Regions from separate parts of the Mus musculus genome. Here region 1 is linked to region 2. Evidence: chromatin contacts called from public ChIA-PET data. All regions are on one chromosome and are shown on one strand. The core of a region is the stretch at or near the end of the contact, and the rest is flanking DNA. Distances in the headings are between cores, read along the strand shown.

Evidence for each region. ChIA-PET counts read pairs in DNA pulled down with a chosen protein or histone mark.
Region 1: an RNA polymerase II ChIA-PET map of memory CD8 T cells shows a contact between it and region 2, with 7 read pairs. The contact joins two enhancer-like sites. A contact is called at or near these places in 3 of 115 datasets of contacts at active chromatin or transcription factors (embryonic forebrain, memory CD8 T cells and pancreatic cancer cells).

Annotation. Positions count from the first base shown.
Region 1 is chr2:28,538,599-28,542,785 of GRCm38.p6, reverse strand. It overlaps Ralgds (ral guanine nucleotide dissociation stimulator), which reads right to left. Exons shown (of 18, transcript NM_001145835.1): 2 at 1,965-2,075; 3 at 303-496. Among named protein-coding and RNA genes, the nearest start is that of Ralgds, 7.2 kb to the right of the region's middle. Within about 2 kb of position 2,590, at least 194 of the 459 cell types and tissues checked have an H3K27ac peak or open chromatin away from gene starts, as enhancers often do. A contact at or near this core is called in memory CD8 T cells, where this site is marked.
Region 2 is chr2:27,691,173-27,695,476 of GRCm38.p6, reverse strand. The region is part of intron 1 of Rxra (retinoid X receptor alpha); the gene reads right to left. Among named protein-coding and RNA genes, the nearest start is that of Rxra, 16 kb to the right of the region's middle. Within about 2 kb of position 1,591, at least 51 of the 459 cell types and tissues checked have an H3K27ac peak or open chromatin away from gene starts, as enhancers often do. A contact at or near this core is called in memory CD8 T cells, where this site is marked.

The sequences.
Region 1 (4,187 bases), core at 1,341-3,840, 850 kb before region 2:
GCTCCTGTCACAGAGTTAGGTGCTTGGCAACATGGCTACGCACAGCAGATTGCTTTAGAAACCGAGGCACTTCAGCAGACCTGAGGTCTCTCAGTCGATTACCACAGGGCCGTCCTTGCTCTGTGTTCTAGGTTGAGGTCCCCTCCTTTCTATGTAGGGAACCCACTTAACCTGAGGCTGAGGAGAGGAAGGCCCTGGCAGCCCACCCTGACAGGAGCCTGAAAGGAGGCTTATCCCCAAGCTGGGCTCCCCCAAGGTGCGGCCGGCAGGAAGGGTGTCCTGGGTCTGGCGGCAGTGCTCACCTTTTGAACAGCAGGTCTAGCACCTGCTGGGTGGTAGTGAAGGCTCTGTAGGTGCACAGGAAGACAGTGACGTAGGAAAGGTCACTGCCCTGGAAGGCAGGCACCAGGTGTTCCACCAGCTTCTCCAGAGTACCAGCCTTCACCGTGCGCACCTTGCAGGTCTCATAGAGGTTCAGAGCCGACTCGTTCTCACACTGCGGGGACAGGAGAAGAGCGAGGTCAGTAGCAGGGTCATGTTCTCAGGGACGCTGGAGGCTGGAGCTCGGGTCACCTCCTGGACACCCTCAGCAGAATGTGGCCCAAACTGGGACAGAGGGTCTCTCTCTGGTTTTAAAGTCTTGGATTTTCAAGCAGAGTTTGAAGTGTTGAGCCCTTCAGGGCGGTTTCTTAGGTGAGTGACAGCATTCTCTAACATACTCTGTGGGAGGGGGATGTTTCCAAACTGAACAGTCCATCCTAGAGGTGGAAAGACAGGCTTACTCCGGGGGCGGGGGTGGGGTGGTGGTGGACCCAGAATGTTCCCTGAGCAAGTTCAATGACCACAGGAAAGAATCATGCTGGATGCAACAGTGGTGAAGCATGGCCGTGTGGCGGCATCAGCGCTGTCTTCTGGAATGTTATGTGGCTGAGTCGGTCAGGCTCAGCTTCTTAGCTCAAGGGACCCACAAGACTTGTTCTGAGACAGCAAGTTGCAGAGAAGTGTATACATGTTGAAGAATTTTGTCAACTTGATACATCTGACAAAATTAGAGTCATCTGAGAAGAGACCCCCCGCCCCCAACTGAGAGATGCCTCCTTAAGCCTGCTGTGGACAAGACTGCTGGGAGAGGGTCCAGCCCTTGTGGGTGGGGCCGTCCCTGGGCTGGTGAGCCTGGGTTCGTGAGACAGCAGGCTGAACAAGCAATGGGAGCAAACCAGTCAGGAGCTCCCGCCCCTCCATGGCCTCTGCATCAGCTCCTGCCTCCAGGCTCCAGCTCTCCCCTCCTGACTTCCTTCAGTGATGGATGAGGATGCCAAAATGTGAGCCAAATGAACCCTTTCCTCCCCAGCTTGCTTTTGGTCATGGTGTTTCTTTATAGCAATAGTAATCCTGGTGAGATGGCTCAGTGGATAAGAGCACCCGACTGCTCTTCCGAAAGTCCGAAGTTCAAATCCCAGCAACCACATGGCTCACAACCATATGTAACAAAATCTGATGCTCTCTTCTGGAGTGTCTGAAGAAAGCTACAGTGTACTTACATATAATAAACAAATAAGTGGAAAAAAAAGAGTTTAAAATAAAAATAAAAAAAAAAAGTAATCCTAAGACAGACCGCTTACAAAGCCTAAACTTCCATTCAATGAGGGCAAAGGGCAGTCCTGCTGTGAGAGGATTTCTGACACTAGGAGGAAGAGGACAGGGGAGGGGAGGAGTGACATGTGAGGACAGCTTTTAAACCGAGCAAAATATTTGAATATGCATGGCCTTATGGGCAATGAGAAGCAAAGCCAATGGCTTCTCTTCTCACCTGTGGGTAGGGATGTCAGCAGGATCTTTGTGCATGGGCTGGGGAAGGGAGGGAGGCTCAGCCCAGAGTCGCAAGAGGGACTGGGGCCCTCAAACAGAAAACTCTGGAAAGGAGTCTGGCAGGGTCACCCTCCTGGTCTCCTCTCCACACTTACCCCTAGCCAGCGCTGGCCCTTAGTGGCTCCTTGGTGTAGCTGGACCTTGCGCAGGGAGATGGAGTAGATGACCCCGTTGATCAGCTCCTCCCCAATCTCCTGCGTGGAGCTCTGGAAAGACAAGGCCCAAGAGCCAGGCCAGGCCATCAGGGGTCTGCTATAGGGGCATGGCACAGACAGGTGGCTTCTGGACTTCCAGGGCGAAGAAAATGGAGAGCCAGGACTCCCCTTCCCACCTGGCTCCTCACGACCTTAAGGTCAACATCTCAGGAACCTGCTCCTACTTAGTACTGGACAGCCCAACACAGTCTACCTGGACAGTACTGTTATTCAGCCATTTCAGAGACGGGTAAGTGGAGGCTGAGGCAGCCAAACTGTCTGGTGTATATGACAGATCCCCTATGCCAAGGCCCTAGCATGGTCACAGGTGGCACTGGCCTCAGAACCCAAGGCCAGGGTCACCCACACTCTTCTTTCATTGTCCCATCTGAGGTTCCAGGCTGACCAGGCAGCAGCAGGCAGCTCTTTCTAGCCCAGTGCTGGAGTCGGCACCATGGCTCTAGGGCAGGTGCAGACGCTGACCACATCTGAGGCCACTTCCTTCCCCTTCTGCTCATTCATGCTGCTGAGACTTCTTGGGTAACATGGGGGTTCCCAGCTGGCTGTTCTTCCTCATGTGAGTGAGTGGGGTACTGCAACAGTGCTGGGGATCCACAGAACCCCAAATCATGAGGCCTATATGGAGAAGGGGGTCATGTGACTGCTTCTCAGAGCCTAAAGCAGAAATGAAACATTCACTTCCTTGCACCTCAGGCTCTCTCTACTCCTGCCCTCTGGAGAAGGGATAGAGGGGACCTGATTCCTGGAAGTCAGTGGGTAACAAGAAGGCTCATGACCCTAAGCAATCCTGGCCTGGACCCTGTGGGAGTGTCATGTGTTCCTCAGCGCAGGGAACTTCCCTTCAGACACTAGTGGCACTGTCATCAGCTAACCCCTGACCCAAATCTAGAAAGTCTTTCAGCAAAGATAAAGGAGACCATGGCTCTGGAACACCCACTGTGTCGGCTCAGCGTTCTTAAAAGTCAGGGCTGGCAGAGTCTTCCTTCCCTGAGGAGCCTGGCCGTACCCAGCATCAGCAGCAGAGTCAGGGTCACACATGAGGCTCCTGCCATACAACACTGGGGTTCAGCCTGGGGACCCTAGTACAGTGCTACTTTGTAACAGGTTTTTATCGATGCCCATTAGACAGAAATGTGCCCTGGCCAGGCACACCCGCGGCCATAGCTGGATGCGAGCAGCAGTGGCCATCCCTGAGCAGGGCTCAAATGCAAGGCTTTGCTTGGCCTGGGCTTCCGCTGACAGCCCAGCAGCTGGCCTGGGCCCTGTGGGAGTGTCATGTGATCCCTGTACCCTTCCCCCAACCGAGGGGGGGCCATTCTGCCAGCTGGATGGGGGTGGGGGTGCAGACAGGCTCTGAGAGCCATACATGTCTTCCTCTGGGGAGCCGACACCCTGTTGCACAGATGGGAACTGTTCCAGCCATGAGGAGCTAAGCCCATACACTCTGCTTCCTTCAAACAATCACAGCAGAATGAATCAGACCACCTCACAATACTGAGTGTGGGCCCCTTTGCACCAGATACCCAGAGAAGACAGAGATACCCCAGGCCTGGTTAGAAAGCAACAGAGAAGAGCTTCCCTCCCCAGTCTAAGGAGCTATCCTCAGGTCCCTCTGAGGTTGGAAGGGCAGGGACCATGTAACCTGAGGCTACCTTGAGCTACCTTTCTAGTAGGCAGCCCATGTAGGAAGTGTCATATTCAAGCAGTCCAGGGAGAGGAGGGGGTAAGCTGGCCTGGTAAACAGCTGAAACAGCAAAGATGTCTGCCAGCCTGCCTGCCTAGGGCAGGCATCCAGGAGGCCTCTGAGCTCCAAGAAAGGAATGCCACATGGTTGGCTGTGTCCTTAGAGAGGATCATCTCCTCCCAACACCGCCCCCCCCCCCCAGGCCCTCAAATGTGCAAGGCCCCCAGGGACCTAGGATGAAGCTGGCTGTTGTCGCTTGAGGGTGAAAGTGTCCCTGGGAGTCCTGGGAGTAAGCCGTCCCCACAATCACAGTCTCTTCAGAGCTCCCAGAATGAGGTGTGTCACCTGATCAAAGTTCTCAGGGTGGCAGGCCAGCAGGATGTATGTCCCCAGCTAAAAGAAAGAGAGCTGCAGGCCAA
Region 2 (4,304 bases), core at 342-2,841:
CTCAGTGCAGGCTCCAAGCCATCCTAGCTTGCTCACCGAAACTCCAAAAGGTGAGGGATAGGTGACAAGAAGGGTGGTCTGTCCAGCCAGGCCACCCAGAGTTCCTCTGCAGCCCTCCTTGACAGATGCCCAGGTGTTCTGGCTGCCCATCCGGCCAGGGAGGTAGAAGGAGGAACGTGTCTATCCCTCAGTGTCCACCCTCCCGGAGAGCAGGAAGTACTGATCTGTCGGGAGCACGAAGACAAAGGCAGGCTGACCACCGAGCGCCCGCAATCCATCTCGGTCAACACTGTGGCGGTGAGGCCGTCCACCCAGCGATTTACATTTTTATTAAATCACACGGGGAAATTAGAGACATTATTACTTGCCTAGGCTCCTTAACCCTTCCTCTGCCCATTCCCCACACTGCTGCTGCGTGCTGGCGAGGATGCAGACTATGGATCCCTAAGCATCCATCGGGCAGCTCCACAGCGAGCAGCTGAGCGTGCCCTCACATGAGGCTTCCAATGCACAGCACAGGTCACACACCTCCTCCAGCTGCCTCTCTGCTGCCCTACACTGTCCTGACTCAACTTCCCCAGGCTCCTGAGGCCTCAGCAGAACCCTCCTCAGGCAGGTTCCACAAGCACCTAAGGATGGACACTGCCCACTACTGAGCCAATACCAAGGGGAGAGGCCAGGCAGCTGCTAGGTCAGTGGACCCAACCGACCAAACCCCATGGCCTTGTCCAGTTCCAGGCAGGGTCGGAGCTAGACCCAAAGTGCAGGCAGTCAGTCAGACATGCCACTGTCGGTCACCAGGACGACATAAGCCCTGTGCAGCTGAGGCTTTCAGTTACGGGCCTCATCCCAGCAATGCTCAGGACCACTAGGGAACTGCCCTCCTAAGCCACTGTGATATTTCCGGAGACCCATCTCCTGGAGATGTCAGTCTATGCCAGCACCTGCCAGCTGAGGACACTAAGGCCGCACTAAAGTCACAGCCACTGGGCACACCCACTCCACTGTCTTCTAAACCACCACTGGTCTAGAGCTCTCCAGGAAGCAGTTCCAGAACAAGCCATCCAGGCAAGGCCTCAGAGCTCCAACCCCACTCTCTAAGCACCTCTGTCCTGCTGAAATGTAGCCACAAAGCTGACTCCCAGGTGGCCATGACCACAGTGGGCATGTCATTTCCAACTCCATATCCACTGTCTCTTGCAGTCAGGGCCCATACTAGGCCTCGGTCTAGCACTGAGCCCCTAAAAACACAGGAGTCATGGGGAGGGTGGGAGGAACCTAACCCAGCAGGGCTGCTTGGTGGAGGCGGTGTACATAGGTAGTAATGCCTATGTCTTGTGTATTCCCACACAAGTAGACACCTGTCAGAAACAGAGAAGAGGGCACCAAAAAGAGGTGCAGAGTCTGGCAGGCATCCACAGGGACCCAGGAGGAGTCTAAAACCTAAGATTTAGCCCTACCCTGTTCTTCTAGGAACTGAGGCCTCCACACCCACCTTCATAAGAGGAATCTCAGCTGTGGGAGGGTGCCTGCGTAGGGGTTAGACAAGAAACCTCCGGTTTCCCCCACCCTGTGGCTGCTGAGTCAGGCACATGGGGCGGACCCCAATCACAGCCCCTTCCGGTGGGTGGCGAGTATTGAGGCAGGAAACTGAACCCCAAGAGAAAGCTTGAGGCCTAGCTGGTACCAGTCCTCACAGGCTATAGAAACTAGCCACCCTCCCATGATAAGCTCAGGATAAACACCCTCACACAGAAAGCGATAGGAAAACTAAGGCCTGGACAGGGGTGTGGAAGTGGGCTTGTCCATAGTTAAGCTGCAGACTCCAGACAGGCTAGGTCCCCACTAACCCATACCTGATGAATGCATGAGGCAGAGATGGGGCTTAGGCCACTCTATTCCCAAAGATATTGAGTCTAAATCCCAAGGGATGAAAACAAACAGCAGAAGGGTCAGGGAGGCCACCAGCCAGGAGGAGGACATGAGCCCAGAGGTAGGAATGCACAGGACACACACATTAGGTACCTTTGGCTCAGCAGCTAGACCCAGCACAAAGTCAGCCCTATATCGTGCATGTCGTACATTGGCAGGGCACGCAGGCCAGAGAGCTTGAGGGAGGCACCAGATCCATCTCATCTGCTGAGCACGCTCCTGACTGCTGTCTGGGGGAGGAAGTACTCTTTCCCACAGTTACAAAAAAATTGTGCAGGGGAGGAAGAAGCCCGGAATCGAACAGCTGGCTCAAGGCTATGCTCAGTGCAGTACTAGTGAGGATGGGTCCCAAGGCATGGGGGCCCTGCAGGATAAGTCTGTCTCCAATAAGGCTGGATCACTAGGAAAGACCAGTGGGGCTTGGACATGACTTTACTCTCGAGACCCTGTTGGGGCTACAGCCAGTGTGAGTCTTCCCTCCTAGCCCTGGAAACTCCTGCACTTCAGGATGGTTTTAGAAGCAGCCATCCCAAATGCCCCCTCCAGAGAAACACTTCTCCCCCATATGTACACAGCTCATTGTCCTCCCCAGTCCCATGGGGACTGCTCCTATCCCAGGCTACTGACCCATGGGCACCTCCTCTCCTGCCCCTGGGACTAGGACTCTACAGTTCTGATAGGCCCTCAGCCATCACTTCCTATTTTAGGCCCAGAACCAAGAGATAAGCCCTACTTCAACAACTCTCAAAACCACTCTAGAAGTGAGAGCCCTGGCCCCACACACAGAGATGAGAAATCAGAGAGGGAGATATGCTAGTCAGGTGCACGTGGTACCCAAGACACATATGCTGCCCAGGGTGTCCAGCCTGCTGATGGCTCCCACGGTCCCCAGGGTTGACATACACACTGCCTGGGGGGGGTGGGGTACATGTCGCCACGGCCCACTGATGGCTTACACAGCTCTGAGGCAGGAGCACCCTCATCTCCACAGGCCAAATGCCTGAGCCCAGGGCACCCATGGGCAGCCACATGGAAATCTGTAAGCTGATGGGCCTCTCCAAGAAAGACACACACACACACACACACACACACACACACACACACTGTGAGGTTCTGTTTCCTGGCCTTTAATCAAAGGATTACCTGAAAACCCCAGGACCTACACATGTAGGCTCTGCCAACACCACCACAGCCACATGCCCCATGTGGCTCACATTGAAGGGAAGCCACTACTACCACCTGTACCAGCACAGAGCCAACCAGAGCAAGAAGGACTAGGAGGGAAGCTAGAGAACTGTTCCTACTGGCCAAATGTCCCAAACCTGATGGGTGGTCTAGTACACAGACAGTAAGTCCAGCTATCACTACCCTGGCCATAAACTAAGCAGCTCCAGGGCTCAGTGACACCTCTGTGAGCCTCCCACTCCCTCCTTCCAAACCCACTGATATATGGAGCAACTCTCTCCCCAGAACTCTTAAGAGGTGGAAAGGCTTAGCAGGCTAAATCGAGAGAACTTAGTGAACCCAGGTGTCCATGAACAGCCTTCCCTGGGCCTGGGAGTCAGTGGCCTGGCTGTCCCTAGTGTGAGTGGAGTTCAGGATCCCTATCTGCCAGTCACCAGCATAAGTCCTGGTTATGCTGAAATGGCAGCTGACAGGTAGAAACCCTTACCCCAGGTTGAGCTTTGCAGGTCCCTAACACCGCATACACCACTGTGGGCTCTATCTGGGCCAGGGCCAGGGAAACAAAATGCATGTAAGCATTTTATAATAAGTCCAGCGGAATACCACCCTCACTGTACCCTACCTAGCCAGGCCTCAACTGGACACACTGCCGACACATTTCCCAAAGACCATGCCCCACCCTGCCACGAGCATACACCTCCAGCAAGAGCCGGAGAGGTGAGCAGAGAAACTGAGTCGGGCACTGAGGCTCATGCCTGCCACCACCCAGTGCCTGGAACATGAGAAGGGCAGGAGTCCCCGCCGCCCCCCCCCCCCCCATCCCAGCACCAGGTGTACTGTTCCCATGCCACACAAACATGCACATGAGCTCCTATCCAGTGTGTGAGGCTTGGGCCAGGAAGCCGGGTGGAGATTGGAGGGTGGAGCTCATCTAACCCAGAGTTTCTGAAAAGAGCCCACGAGGAAGTAAAAATAGGAAATAAAAATAAAATTGCTCTGGCCAGCCCCAGTTGTTTGTGAAGGAAACAGGGTATCTCCTTGCCTAGCAAGGCAAGCTGGCTCCAGTACCTCCCAGATACAAGACGTCCCCACCCCTGCTGACACCATAAGGCGAACCAGGCACCTGGGACCCAGCAGGAAGTGTTGAAAGGGGGAGTCCTGGGGTCCTGGATTCAAATTCTAGCGAA